2 separate regions of the Zea mays genome follow, and region 1 is linked to region 2. The links are chromatin contacts, called in public Hi-C maps. All regions are on one chromosome and are shown on one strand. Each heading gives the region's core, a stretch centred on a gene start, on an enhancer-like site or on the middle of the called end of the contact. The rest is flanking DNA. Distances are from core to core; before and after follow the strand shown. Region 1 holds the start of LOC100284247 (mitochondrial-processing peptidase alpha subunit). Region 2 holds the start of LOC542611 (transcription factor RAX2).

Region 1 (7,041 bases), core at 3,619-6,118, 190 kb after region 2:
GTTACCGCTATAAAATTTAACACACATAGGGATGCAAATTCCAGGAATAGCATACAAAAACTTGTTAAAACGAACTAGAATGGCACACCATGTAACTAATTTAGAGAAATAAACCAAAGTAGCTGACCAGAAAAAAAAACCAATGGTAGGTTACCCATTTACACCACCCCAAAAGATACACCACAACCATTTGCATCGAACACGAGTACACGACTCATGCAAACTTCAGTTCTGTAGAATCATTATTCATGTGCGACAACATTTTTGTCAAGAGTTTTACGACAATTTTGTACATTCTCTTGGGGCCTTGGTACCGAATGAGGGGCCAGGGTTCGGTTAAATTTACAAGCACGTTACTGGTCTATCACCAGCATTAACCACACGAATGTTCCGCAAAAGAATGAGAAAAGGGAATAATTGTGAAGTGATCACAGGTTTCACGAACAAAACTGCATGAGGTTGCTTATTTCTTCTGAAACTGACCAAGAACCATGGCCTAGACGTGAATGACAAGGTACTGGTAAAACTTGTCCAGCAAACAAGGTGATAAAATGAAGGGAAGGGTCATGTACTCCTCATTTTGAGCGGAACTTGCCACTGACCGACTCATAAGTAGGCATATTCAGAACTGCAGAATGCAAGAGACAGGTCAGAAACATTGTAGTTGATATCACACAATGTAAGGCGACTAGCTGCCGCTTACCGTTTCCATGAGATGCCATTGTCAATGGGGATGAAATGATCTTTTCAGCAACAGACGTTATATCTTTCATAGTAACACCATCTACAGCCTTGAGAAGGTGCTCAGCAGGTTTCCTGCAGGGGTTTATGAAGCCAAGATTAGGTGGACCAGTGAGCATGATACAGAAGTAACAAAATAGAAAAGCATCAATAGTTGAATATATCTTTCATTGACTATACATGATAATAGCATCCATGAACATAATATCTACAATATGAGCAGCAAACATTTGATATATGCCCCCACTCTGAAGCAATATCTGACAGCATCCTGTTGTGACCTCTAAGGGAATAGAATCACATGTAGCAGGTGAAATTATCACAGCACCATAACACTCAAAACATATTACCTTTCACCAAATGCCAAAACTTGGCGCCCCATGTCCTCTGTTAGCGATGCCTATGAGTTCCAATTATTTGAGCGAGCCATCAGCAGTCACAGAAATGTACGATATTGTTTTTTTAAAAGAGAAATATTCAAAAGATTCCTATATACCTGTGATTCCAAATTTGCCAGTATCGCATATTTAGCTGAGGCTTTAGCGCGGTCCAGTTGGCTTTGGTCAACTGTAATGAGAACAAAATGAAGTTCCAGGCAAGCAAATAATCTAACTAACAGGAGCCAACAACCAAGATAGGATAGTTGAGATACCTTGTCCAGGAGTTGCAAGGGAAGTGAGCTCTCTGGCTGCTAGGTCAATAGCTTTAGGAACAAATGATGCATCCTGATTATGAGATAACACTTTGTGATGATTTGTAACTACAGAACATTATGATTATTTCTGTAACAATTGTTTTTACTGCTCCAATGAGTTTTCTATGTGATGCCATAAGCAATAGCAATGGTTTGAGTTTTCACACACAAAAAAGATAGATATATGTACACATGTAACAAGTTTTAAGTGATCATTTCCTCCCAAGAGGTACACATGATTACATGATATTTGCATAAAATGGCGGCATTATGCATGACTAGCAAGCTTGTGTAAGTGAATATAATACTTACAGTAGATGTATGGATTCCAAAGATGCCAGTATTACTGTGAACATCCTTGAAAGCAGAGATTGACTTGATCTGATCAAATTCATTTACGAGGCGGTCTGCACAAAGCGCACCTCAAATTCAGCGACTGGTATGATCCCACTAGTTATATAAAGACAAGCAACATAAATACATTCTGACTGCTTCGATTTGTCAGATTAACTTTGTTCTTCATAGTGCTTCACACTATGGCAATTTGGCAAAGATCTTATCTAGATGAAATGAACATAAAAAGAACAGTTATGGAGCAATCAGAATTAGAACTAAGTCTTCAGTGCACTTGTGGAAGACAGTATCAGAGGAATAATACTTCTCCAACAGTGCGAAAGTCAAACACCAAATTTTACAATGCATGTTGTTTTGTCCTATAAGATCTTGGTAAAGAATGACTAATTCAGGGTGAGTGATATCAATATAGCACAAACTGGGAGCAAATCCACTTTGAATTATTAATCAGCCAGAGTGTTGAACAACTCCAGTCCCATAATACTGATTTCACCATCTATCCAAGTCTCCAAATGCAACCACAGCTTATCAAAAGAATACGTAGTATCTAGCATGCTAAAGGGTAGAATATAAACATCTGTTCTAGTACTTACTTAGACGTGAATGTAACCCCTTTCCTTGCCTTCCCCAAGAAAACTTGCCACCACCACCCAGAAGTGCCTGCGAAAGATGTAGAACTCTTAGTTAACAAAACGTTCAAGTGGCACGCCTTGTTTACTAAAATAGTGAATCTCTCAACAAACTGTCTAATGAACCTGAAGAACTGATACAGTGACGCAATCTTTTTCTTTGAGCCAACCACTTGGGACCTCGAATGCCAATGCAACGTCTGTGCTCTATTTTGCACAAAAGAAGTGAATGATAGAAATCTAGGTGTTAGCGTGTTAAGTAAGTGACTTGATGAATGAACCAAATCCTAATGCTTACCGATGAATCTGCACTTCTTCTGTATTCTCCACCAATGTAGGTTGATTTTGGCCTTGTTGTTCCAGATACACTGGGAATGTCAGACAGAAGGGGTTCGGCAATAGATACCAATTCATCATGATCAACGCCTGATGCAGCTAGAACAATTCGGGAAGCAGTGTAGTTCTCCTGATACCCATGCATGCAACAAAAGGTACAAATAACACGTCAACAAGGATTACCAGGACATAAAGAACACTAAACAAATTCTAGAGACGAATCTCACAGTTATAAATTGTTCCAGGACATCTGCATTCAATCTGCTAACTGAATATTCTGGCACAATTAGTGGATTTGCTAAAGCACCAGAATAGCCAGTAGAATGAAGAGCCTCCAAAAGAAAATTTTCAGGAAAACTTGATGATTTTGCAAGCTCTGCCTGTAGCCTCAAAATCTGAAAAGGAAACATGTCACTGTATCAGCAAAGAACTTGATCCATTAATCTAAAACAGACATGTGGAAGGGGAGGACAACAAGATGAATTACCTGTTCCTTGACCTCCCAATCAAGAAAAGCAGGGTTGCGTACACAATCAATAAGCACCTCAACCATTTCAGGCATGTAAGTCTTCAGGGCTCCGTAAGTGTAGCTCATCATCTCACGGCTAGCAGATGCTTTGGCACTGCCACCTATTGCCTCAATTTCACGCACAACCCGCAACTCACTCCTGTTGGCAGTGGTTGTGAAGGCCATTGTCTTCAACAGTTGACTGGCGCCTGTTGTTTCAGGTGCTTCATATACAGAACCACAATCAACATAAACTCCAACAGAACAAGATGATCCCTGAATAGGAAATGGAAAACACACTATTATAGTCAGCTGCTGATGAGTGCATGGATGGAATGAGTAACCATATAAAAATAAACACGACATACCGCAGATGTCTCAGAGGCTATTTTAACACCATTGGGAAGTGTTGTGACTCTTGTTTTGCCAGCCTCCACATGGTCAGGCAGCGGAGGAGGAATAGTCACTCCTGGAAGTGTGAAATCTGGAGGAGGTATTTCATTTGAACGCGCACCAGTCAACCAGGTCCAGAAGCCACCCGAAGACCTCTGTGCAACACTTGTGCTGGCACACCTAATTGCAGCATTCATCATTTGAGCATTTGCCCCATGCCTCTGAAATAGAAGGAAAGAACATATATTACAGTTCAGTGGTCAAAGCCATAAACCTTTCATACAAACAAACCCAAGAAAAGCGTGTTTATTATTACAGTAAAAGCCGCTCGCAGAGCAATACCAAGCAATACTCTTGGTGTGAGGAATCGGAATGACAGTTTTCTACATTCTCACATAAAAAAAGGGTTGTCTACATAAAAAGGGAAATTTGGATCCATACCATTAAAAGATCACCACTTTGGATCCATACCATTACTATCTCACTTACATGTGGGTCCACATGAGTCAATGACATGTGGGGTCCATGGTATATATCTAAAGTTTGGATCTTTTAATGGTATAGATCCAATTGTTCCACATAAAAATCGTGCTCTATCTTCTGCCTATAAACAGACGTGGAAACTAGTATCATAAGTGGCTATGAATGATTGAATGAAATGAAACACTCTTCAACATCACACCGCTTGTTAACTAACACAAAACATCACAAGGGTTTCAAACGCATGCACTGAACAAAATGAATGCAGCATAATCATGTGATCGGACAACCTCGTCCCCAATTCAACAGACAATAAGACAGGACAAACAGTTCAAACAATGATCGGCACTTGCAACGCCAGAAATACCCATCAGCTCAGCTCCCAGGCTGACGCATCAAGCTCGGGCGCGTTCGGACGACGGGAAGGTCCCGACAAGAGGGATCCGCCGTATCGCGACGCGACCGCAAGCGACGCCGCTGCGGATCGGCGAATCGCGCCCAGATCTACCCGAAATGGAAGGAGCCAAGGTCAATGCAAGGGTAGGGTTCCAGGCGTGGGCGGCTCACCTTGAGGGCGCCGAGCCCGGAGGCGACTCGGTACATGGTCGCCGGTTGCTGCGGCCGAGTGACTCGATGGAGTCGTCGCCGACGGCGCGGAGGAGCCGGGGATGGTCGGATGAAAAAACCAGGAAGGAGATGGCGACAGGCCGTGAGACAAGTGGACGGCAACGAATCGAGCTCTCACACTGCTGCAAAAGGATGTGTCCGTGTGTGCATATCAAGCGAGAGAGGCCGAGCATGTGTGGCCGGCCCACTCACTTTGGGCCTAATGACGTGGCCCATGTAGGCCCAGTTATGTTAGTTCTGCTGGGCCTACCGGCCATCATATCACGCGTGATTCGTGAAACCGCCGCGCCGTGCACGGCTGCACGCCGAGATGGGGCGAGGCGATCGCCGGCGCCGCTTGCTGGCTCCACCGTATTCGGCGCTGGTGGCGAGGCGAGGGCTTGATCACAGCGTGCGAGAGGACGGTCGCGGTTCTCTAGGCGCAGCGACTGATGCCAATCGCTGCCGGGAGCGGGGTTGGCGCCGAGCAGGTTAGTTGTTTGGTAGATTGCTGATTAGGTATTTCGTAGCCTGTTTTGCGCATCCGCTCTCAGCATATCGGCTTTCTGGCAGAAAGTTTCTGCAACTTGTTATGTATATCGTTAATCTCGCTGCATTCGCTTATGTGTTTGGCGCGGGGAGTAGATTGTCTCAATTCCACCACAGAGAAGTGGAGAAATTCCTTCCGCTGGTTCTCATTCAGCGAGTGCCAAACTGCAAATAGGTGAAGGTGAAAATTAAAATACGCTACGCATGGGAGCATAGCTTCGATCACCTGCTCGATGAAATGCCGGCATCAGTTCATAAATAGCAGTTGCAGCGTTGCAACTGGCTTGCATTTTTTTCCCCCGGACCCCCCATGAAGATTTGCTCGCACAAGGCTGTCAGATAGTCCATTGTGCTTTTGTTGGGCTGTTTCTGTACGCGTTGGACATCGGCATGCATGATGACATGGGCCAGGTCGCCACGGAAAAAACGAGATTTGGGCGGAGAGTTTGGTGCGCCGAGTAGGGTTGGTATATGCAGGTGATTGGTCGTTGTGCAGCGTAGGTACAGGGTCGTTGGTTGTTTGAATCGTACTTCGTGAGCAGTTAGTGCTGTTGATCGGTTCAGGATCTCGTATCTGGTAGAAGGCACGGATGAGGCATGCAGACTCTTCGAGGCCTCATGCATGGTAGACTGGTAGACGTCTGTAGCTAAAGACAGACTGGTATGGTTTTACTGAACTTGAAAAGGTTGTTAGCTAGCTAATCAATCGATGTTAGTTTCGTAGAGAGTCAACGCAAATCACCTTTGCCAATGGTCAATTGTATACTCCGAAGTCCAAACACACACCTTTTATCACATAAGTTGTGTTTGGTTGGATGTATAAGAAGGAATGAAAAGTGGCGAGCATAGTTTCTATATTGTTTTTGACGAGAGTCACGTGGGGGTGAGGTAAACACCGAAGTATTTTTTTGGTGACGGTGTGATAAAAAAAATTGAGGGCACGATGTCACCTCCGTCTCATTCTACTTTGACCTCAACAAACACGTCCTTACAGTACGTCATATGTCTGTCAAAACGGTGCCCAGTTGAGACGGTGCTGTTCATTTTCACTCTGAGCTTCCATGAATTGCTCACCCTTTTGCTAACAGTATTGGAACCCAGGGGCCAGTGATCTTCATTTAGCTGTTATGTTAATTATCTGAAACATTTCATACACTCCTTTTTTTGTCGTCTGAATCTTAACATATAACTGTACCTTGAAGAAACCCAGCTGAGCACAACCAGTTGTAAGGGGGGAAAAAGAAAGAAAGAAGCTGATGACACACCCAATGGCTTGATCAAACATTTCATATTCCCCAGTTTTTAGAACTCAGATCCACAACATTGCATTTACATACACCTGGGAAAACAGATGTAATCGTTTATGACGGGCAGAATGGGCGGCATCATTAAACTAACTTCCTCTGCATTTCCTCGTGCATGTATGTTATGTAATGTTGCTTCTTCCCATAAAGCCGCAGCTGTTTCAGTTTGATCATCTAATGATTGTTGCCACCCCTTTTTGTCCGGCAGGCATACATACGCTTAAAATAAAATAACCATCAAGGGAAGGCAAGGAAGAAGCATGTGCACGTTGAAGCTCGTGCCTCACTGCCTGATGATGGTGAAACGCCCTCATGGCGCATGGGAGGGGGGCCCCTGTAGTGCTGTCTGCCCAAGTGCCGAGCACGACCAGAGCAGGTGCGGACAGCAGCACGCATGGTGTTTTGATCACACACGACACACGGCCTCGGCGTCCCGTCCCGCCTGCC
Region 2 (6,844 bases), core at 2,831-5,330:
TTTTTGGAGATGATTATGCACTAGACTTATATAGATTTTGGCCTCACGCTGAAGGATGATCGCAAATCCTGTCGATTCTTTAAGACATATGTTTAGTGCTACAATTGAGGACTTGACTATCTCATAGTCATCCATGTCATATGTTTCTCTAGCTCATCCTCATGCACGTATGATCACACTGAGTACTTTTTAGAAAAGGAATGACCTAGAGTGAAGATAATATGGAGTCGAGACTTGAGAACACCAAATGCTCTCTTTTTGAAAGCTCGGCTATAACAAAAATGGCGAAAATGTAGTTGTGGAAGTAGTCTTGCCCACTTTGCCTTACGCTCATAGAGATCTATAAGTATCCCTCTTGTCTAAGTAGGTAAGTACGCTCTGCCCAGTACTTTGGCATTAAAGCCTGAGTCCTTTGACCTTCTTTCTTGAATGTTCTGGAATCCCAAAGTTAGAATTGAATGCCATGCCCTAAAGAAAGAAAGTGATCTCGTGGGTTTACGTCCTTCAGTGCGACCTCAGTGGCATGCAATAACCATCCATTGCTTCGAAGTCTGTAGGAGAGGAATAGTCTTCACAAATATCAACCATTAAGGGTAAATGCCATTATTGAGGTAGTATGCTTTGTTATACTAGTAACCATTCATCATGAAGTTCACATTTGGTGCTCACCAGTGAGCATGTCGATGAACAACGACGACTGGTTGAGCATGTTGACGTCGTTATCGTGGAGAGCAAAAGGTTTTCAGTGTGATGCTAGATTGTGATAGTCTTGTAGTGGGGCTGTGTACGTTGTGTCTACTAGCTATGAAGCATGAGGCTCTACCAATGGAGGCATGGTGAAAACATCTACCTAATAGCAACCATGCTGAGAAAAGAAATTTTAGCTTAATTCCCAAATGTTCAGCCGAACCTCTATGACACCCAAAACTCACCAAAAGATTCAAAACCAAGATAACCTCAACCAAATGGGTAGGATTCCTCGAACAAGTTCTTAAGAAGATTATCAAGTTATCAAACAAATGAAACTCAATATGCACACTAGAAAGTCCAAGAAAGAATCGAACGAGAACCTCTCTACACAAAGCGGCAATTAGGGAAGGCAATGGGTCGGGTTCAGATCAGGTGGAGCAAAAACACGCCCGCAATAGCACTCGTGCAGACTACCGAAACTCGCCCACAATCGCACCCGCAGGTGTAATTCCAAACCCGCACCCGAACGCATGCACTGGGTTTCGGGTGGGTTTCGGCTCACCCGCGAGTTTTACTGAGTGTGCACTTTTATACAATAATTTAGCAATAAGCAATTAAGTAGCAACAATAGTTGAGTTGTACAAATTTTAAACCATTTCACACTGAGCAGCAATAAAACATTTCATGAACCATCAGCCAAGTTACATATTTAAAATAATTACTATTGTATCTTAATTGTTTTTGTGCAAAATAAAGAACGAACCAAATTTTGGGTCGGTGGTGCGGGTACATGAAACACCCTCCATTAGTGGCCCTATTTCATTAAAATTCATCAAACAATTATAAAGTCGGGTCTCTCGGTTTCTAAATGTAGTATCTCGTATATTCGAGTCATATTCTTGTTTTCTCTTAATCTACAAATATTTATTTCCTAAATGTCATTATTTGAGATATAACTATTAAAGTAAAAATAAAGCTTGAGACCCTAAACACTTTAAATGTAGTCCTATTTTAATTTTTAAGGCTTTATTTTAGAACCCATTGTTGGAGATGCTCTTAGGGGTGGATTGAGAGGAATTGTAAGAGATCCATCTCACTCCATGTAGGGGGAGGGAATATCCCCTATATAAAAGGTAAACACTATATTCTCTACACGTTAATCAACACTTTTTTGCTCTAATTAAGCCCCGTAAGCGGTAACATGATAATAATACGTTTTACGATAGTACAGACATTGTGTGATTTTTAAAAATTATAAGAAATGATAAATATGTGTTAATTAACTGAATTCCAGTGTATATAGGAGCTATATAGGGGAAATGTTAGAGATTTATTTAGGTGTAGGAAGTAAAATATATTAGAAAGTATATATCTATACGTCTTTCTCATTTCCTCTCCCCGCAAAGCTCATTCCCATTCCCACGTGCATCTCACGCCTAGCTAAAATTAAATTAAAAAAACACAAATGTGGCCCTAATGGGATTCGAACCCGCGACCTCTCAAGTAAATGTGCTCGTAGCTACCACTACACCACATGTATGTTTATGTTAATATTTGTTACAGTAAAAATATCTACTACATCTCTCCCAAAGCCCACCTGCTACCCTTACACAATGTGTATTAGTAGATAATTATCAACGAGATTCCCGAATTATATTTTTGGATGGAGAGAGTAGTATTTAAAGAAGAGCCTTGCATGCAACTTCTTTTGTTTGAATAAGTTTTCAACTTAAATTCCTTTTTTATATGTGTGACATTTATTCTCCGTAATATTTTGTCCATGGATCTGACTTGTGAGTCATTTTTATAAACTAACGCCAAAGATGAATCCATGTTTCTTACTTGGAAACCCCGAACAAACACCACTGGCAGGAGGCGCTCGCGTTGGCGTCGCTCATCGACGATGAGAAGAAGCTTGGCAACTGCCAGTTCGACCTCTGGAAGCAGTCCTACTTGGCCGCATGCGTCGCTATGTTCAGCAAGCTCCGGCGCATCCATCGCTTGGACGTGGTCCAGAGCGGCTACACCGCTGTCCATATTCAAACGAGGGACCTCATAGTCGTTGCCAACGCCGGCGACTCTCGGGTTGTTCTGGGCACCGCATCCGACGACGGCGCCGTCACGCCATCTAGCTCATCATCCACCTGAAGCTCAACCGGCCACGTAAGTCGCTACTGACCGGTCATAAATTCTTGTGCGCTGGGACGACGGTTGTTGTTGATGTTGTGTGAGTGTCCTCGAACAAGATGTATGTAGAGGAGTAGCACATCTGGAGGTGCAACGGCTAGGTGTACTACCTCGCTGATGAGCACGGGGTGCACTTCGTTTAGCAGCCCAGCCAAAAGTCATCGGTACTCGCCATGTCACGCGCGTTCGACGACTACTATATCAAAGACTGTGGCGTCATCTTAGCGACAGAGGTGACGCAGAGGAGGACCGACAACAATGACCACTTGCCATCGCCGAGGTAGCTTTTGTGCTGGCCTACCTTTAATTCTCTTCGCAAACGCACACACTTGCCTTTTTATTTAAGCAAACATGTATGGTTGTGCGTGCCTGATGACTGACGATGTACGAGGGAACTTCTACCGATAGGTGTGGCACGTGCTCTCTAATGATGAGACCATGCAAATCATGGTATATATCGAAGTCTGTATGATACTGATGGTTGTAATGTAGTAGTGAAACAGTTAAATTAAAATAACAAAATTTATATATGGCTAGGATCACAAATGAATTATGAAACATTTTCTTATAACAATATAAGACACATTATATATATAAGTTATCATGGTATTGTGTGTTTCCGTTGCAACGCACGAGCCACTCATCTAGTAATAGTATAAGACGAGATGTACAAGCGGAGAAATTGTTGGAGAGAGCCTTATTCTTTATCACGTAAGTTTGGTCCTCGCTGCATTTTTTTTTCAATCTGCGATGATTAAAACGATATATATTAAGCTGATGTGTGGCGAATCTTTTGCGTCAACAGGAAACCGATAATTGTGAGGACGTTGCAGGCTTGCAGCTCTTGCCTCGATCTATTGTGTTTTGTGGAGTCCAGCCCATGAGCCCAGTCTCCATCCAGTCTCTATTGGTGATAAGATTAATAGTACTACTAGTACATACTGGTACCGAAAAGCAAAAAAACTGAAGGGTGAATCCCTGATCGCCCTGCACTGCACCGGCAAGGCAACAAGAACCAGCAGGAGGCCGTGTCTGAAACTGAAACTGGCAGGAAACTGCCCAGGCAAGCAGACAGGGGAGAGAGACAGAAGGGAAAGGAGAATCGATTTCGAAACGGGAAAGCACGCTGGCCAGTCCACACGTCCTTTTCCGCGCGACACGCCCTGGCTCTTCCTTTTCACCTTCACGCCCCGGCCCCAGCCCGGTTGCGTTCGTCCAGGCCGTGCCATTTCTTAAAGACTCACCCCTGCACGACTGCACCTCTGCTGCACTCTGCAGGGGTAGAGAAAAAAAGAGGAGAGAGAGAGAGAGAGGGACCGACCGATGAACGGACGGCATGGCTGATGGCTCCAACGAACGCAGGACAGGTACAAGTACTACCTGCAGGCTGCAGCGCAACTGCCAGTCGCCCGCCCTCTAGCCTTCGTGCCGTCTGCCCGCCCGCCGTCTAGTCCTCTCTTCGTTCTCTTGCTCTCGCGCTAGCAGAGCGGAGGAGGAGGAGACCAACCGGGTTGGTGGACGTGGGCGGGAGGTGTGTGCGTGTGTCGTCCATGGGGCGGACGCCGTGCTGCGACAGGGCGGCCGTGAAGCGGGGCCCGTGGTCGCCGGAGGAGGACGAGGCGCTGCGCAGCTACGTCCAGCGCCACGGCAGCGGCGGCAACTGGATCACCATGCCCAAGAAAGCGGGTGAGCGATCGAGCGTGTGCTCCCCTTAGCTTGTGTGTATGTGCCATATATAGCTAGCAAGAGCCATATATGCACAGGTGCACTGACGACGGGTGGATCGTTGCCGGTCGGCGTCGCGTGCAGGGCTCAAGAGGTGCGGCAAGAGCTGCAGGCTGCGCTGGCTCAACTACCTCCGCCCGGACATCCGCCACGGCGGCTTCACCGCCGAGGAGGACGCCGTCATCATGTCCCTCTACGCCCAGCTCGGGAGCAAGTGAGTACTGATCGTACACATGTGAATCCGAGAAGCTCTTCTTCCTTCTTCGATCCTCCAATCTCTTGAGCGCATGCCATGCCACACAGATGGTCGCTGATAGCCTCGCAGATGGAGGGGAGGACGGACAACGACGTGAAGAACCACTGGAACACCAAGCTCAAGAAGCGCCTCCTGGCCGCAGCGGCCGCGTCCTCCGCCCCGCCGCCAGCGCCCGCGCCCGCGCCTCTTTCCAGCACCACGCTCACGTCCTCGCTGTTCCCGTCGCTCGCCATACCGACCGTGAAGACCGAGGCGTACACCTGCGACGACTTCCTGGCGCCGGCGCTCGGCCTCGGGGACCCGTTCGCCGCCGCCGCCGCCGCCGCCGACGGCTCCACCTCGGCCGCCTCCGCGGCGTCGTCGGCCTCCAACAACTGGTCGGCGGCGGAGAACGGCGCAGGCGAAGCGTCCCTCTTCCTGCTGGACTTCTGCGCGGGCCCCGACCTCGCCGGCGCCGACCAGCTCCACCTCCCCGGCGGCTACTACTACCCTCTCGACCCGATCTTGCCGTCGTCGCCTCGTCGGTATAGCTAGCTTCTTCGCGCGCTGCGTACGCGGTACGCCGCTGTCGTTCCAAGGACAGCGTAGCGTAGCGGTAGGGTCTGTAGTACGTACTACCATGGTGCATGTGCTCGGGAGTCGGGATCGTCGTCGCTTCGTTGATCAGAAGCTAAGCTGCATGAAAGCAAAGCTAGCCGCGCGCGCGCGTTTTGTCTAGGTCTTCACGTCAGATTTCTGCCGAAATTAACATTTCCAGTCGCCAATTCGCCATCGGTGACCTTTGAAAGAAACAAAGAAAGAAAAAAAAAACTAGTATCTGTGACTGTGATTGAAAATGTGCTACTCGTAGTTGGCTAATGGCGTTGCTCTAGTCTTGAAAAAAAAAGGCTTCATGTTCTTGAGTGCCTATTAACTCGTTAATTTGTTTTGAAAAGGATTTCAGTGTAGCTGTGTGTTATCAAGGCAATTCACTTCCTTTCCTAGAGACGGTGCAGTACCTGATCATACTAGTACCCCCTGACCCTGTCGCTGGACCCCTGCTGGCCGGGCTGGTAAAAAACGGATCACGGTCCAGAATGGATGGAGATGGGGTACGGGGATTCGCTTTCCTTCCTGCGTGACGATGATAAAGAGATCACAAAGAGGCGATGCTGTCCCCCAGTCCTCCTAGAGACAAAACAAAACGAAACTGACAAAAAACAAAAAAAAAACCAGGATGTGGCCACGGGGGAGGCGCGCTCGGGCGGGGCAGAACAAGAACAGACGAAGCTGTGGATGCACGCTAGCTAGCGGGGCCCGTACAAACTGCGAAGGGACACAAGTAGAGCATGTGTCCGATCCATCCGATCACAATTCACTAAACAATGCAGGAGGCGAGGGCTACCGTAGTACGTAACCTAATGGCCTGAAGTCAGGTACGTATATAACCTAATGGCCTGAAGTCGGGGGCCACCGAGTGGGGATAATGTCCGCCCTAATGCTCCCCTAATTATACAGGACATGTTAGTTTTTAGCTAATTTTTATATAAATAGTGCAAAAAAATGTTTCTACCAGCCATCTCTAATCTAATTTGGTCCCTCTAAGAGCTAGTTTGAGAGTTCAAAAACCGGAAGAGAGTAGAGGGGCTAAAATCCGCTTCTTATTCAAAATTGAATAAGGAGGAGATTTTAGGCCCTCCAATTTGCTCCGGTTTTGTGGCTCCTAAACTAACACTAATTTTAGATGCTGGCTGAAGGAACTATATATATGTCGGCATCGGCTGACATGGGCAGGCGAGAAAGTAGCCTCCGAATAATTAAGCACGGCCCGTTTGCTTACATCTGACTTTGATTTTTTTTTTCTGCTAGTCTTGGATAAACATCAGACAGCCAAGTAGGATGCCTGTAGGCAAGGCCAAGGCAAATCATACGTGGGGATTTGTGTGTGTGTGGCCTTGTGGCGCGTTGGAACTTGGATCGTAGATTAACAAAGAGACGACACGGCCC

Evidence for each region. A called contact is a pair of places that touch in the nucleus more often than the background predicts.
Region 1: a contact with region 2 is called in a Hi-C map of bundle sheath, with 3 times the contacts expected there. The contact joins the promoter of LOC100284247 here to the promoter of LOC542611 in region 2. A contact is called at or near these places in 3 of 25 Hi-C or Micro-C datasets (bundle sheath, ear and leaf).

Annotation. Positions count from the first base shown.
Region 1 is chr3:6,856,328-6,863,368 of Zm-B73-REFERENCE-NAM-5.0, forward strand. It overlaps LOC100284247 (mitochondrial-processing peptidase alpha subunit), which reads right to left and starts at 4,869. Exons shown (of 13, transcript NM_001254778.1): 1 at 4,703-4,869; 2 at 3,631-3,876; 3 at 3,242-3,538; 4 at 2,982-3,149; 5 at 2,717-2,884; 6 at 2,545-2,625; 7 at 2,383-2,449; 8 at 1,748-1,842; 9 at 1,394-1,466; 10 at 1,238-1,308; 11 at 1,092-1,141; 12 at 704-816; 13 at 232-628. The coding sequence starts at 4,738. The coding sequence ends at 576. LOC109944790 (a long non-coding RNA gene) reads left to right here and starts at 5,146. Exons shown (of 4, transcript XR_002267933.2): 1 at 5,146-5,232; 2 at 6,803-7,041.
Region 2 is chr3:6,670,475-6,677,318 of Zm-B73-REFERENCE-NAM-5.0, forward strand. LOC542611 (transcription factor RAX2) reads left to right here and starts at 4,081. Exons shown (of 3, transcript XM_008675367.4): 1 at 4,081-4,563; 2 at 4,687-4,816; 3 at 4,906-5,800. The coding sequence starts at 4,428. The coding sequence ends at 5,392.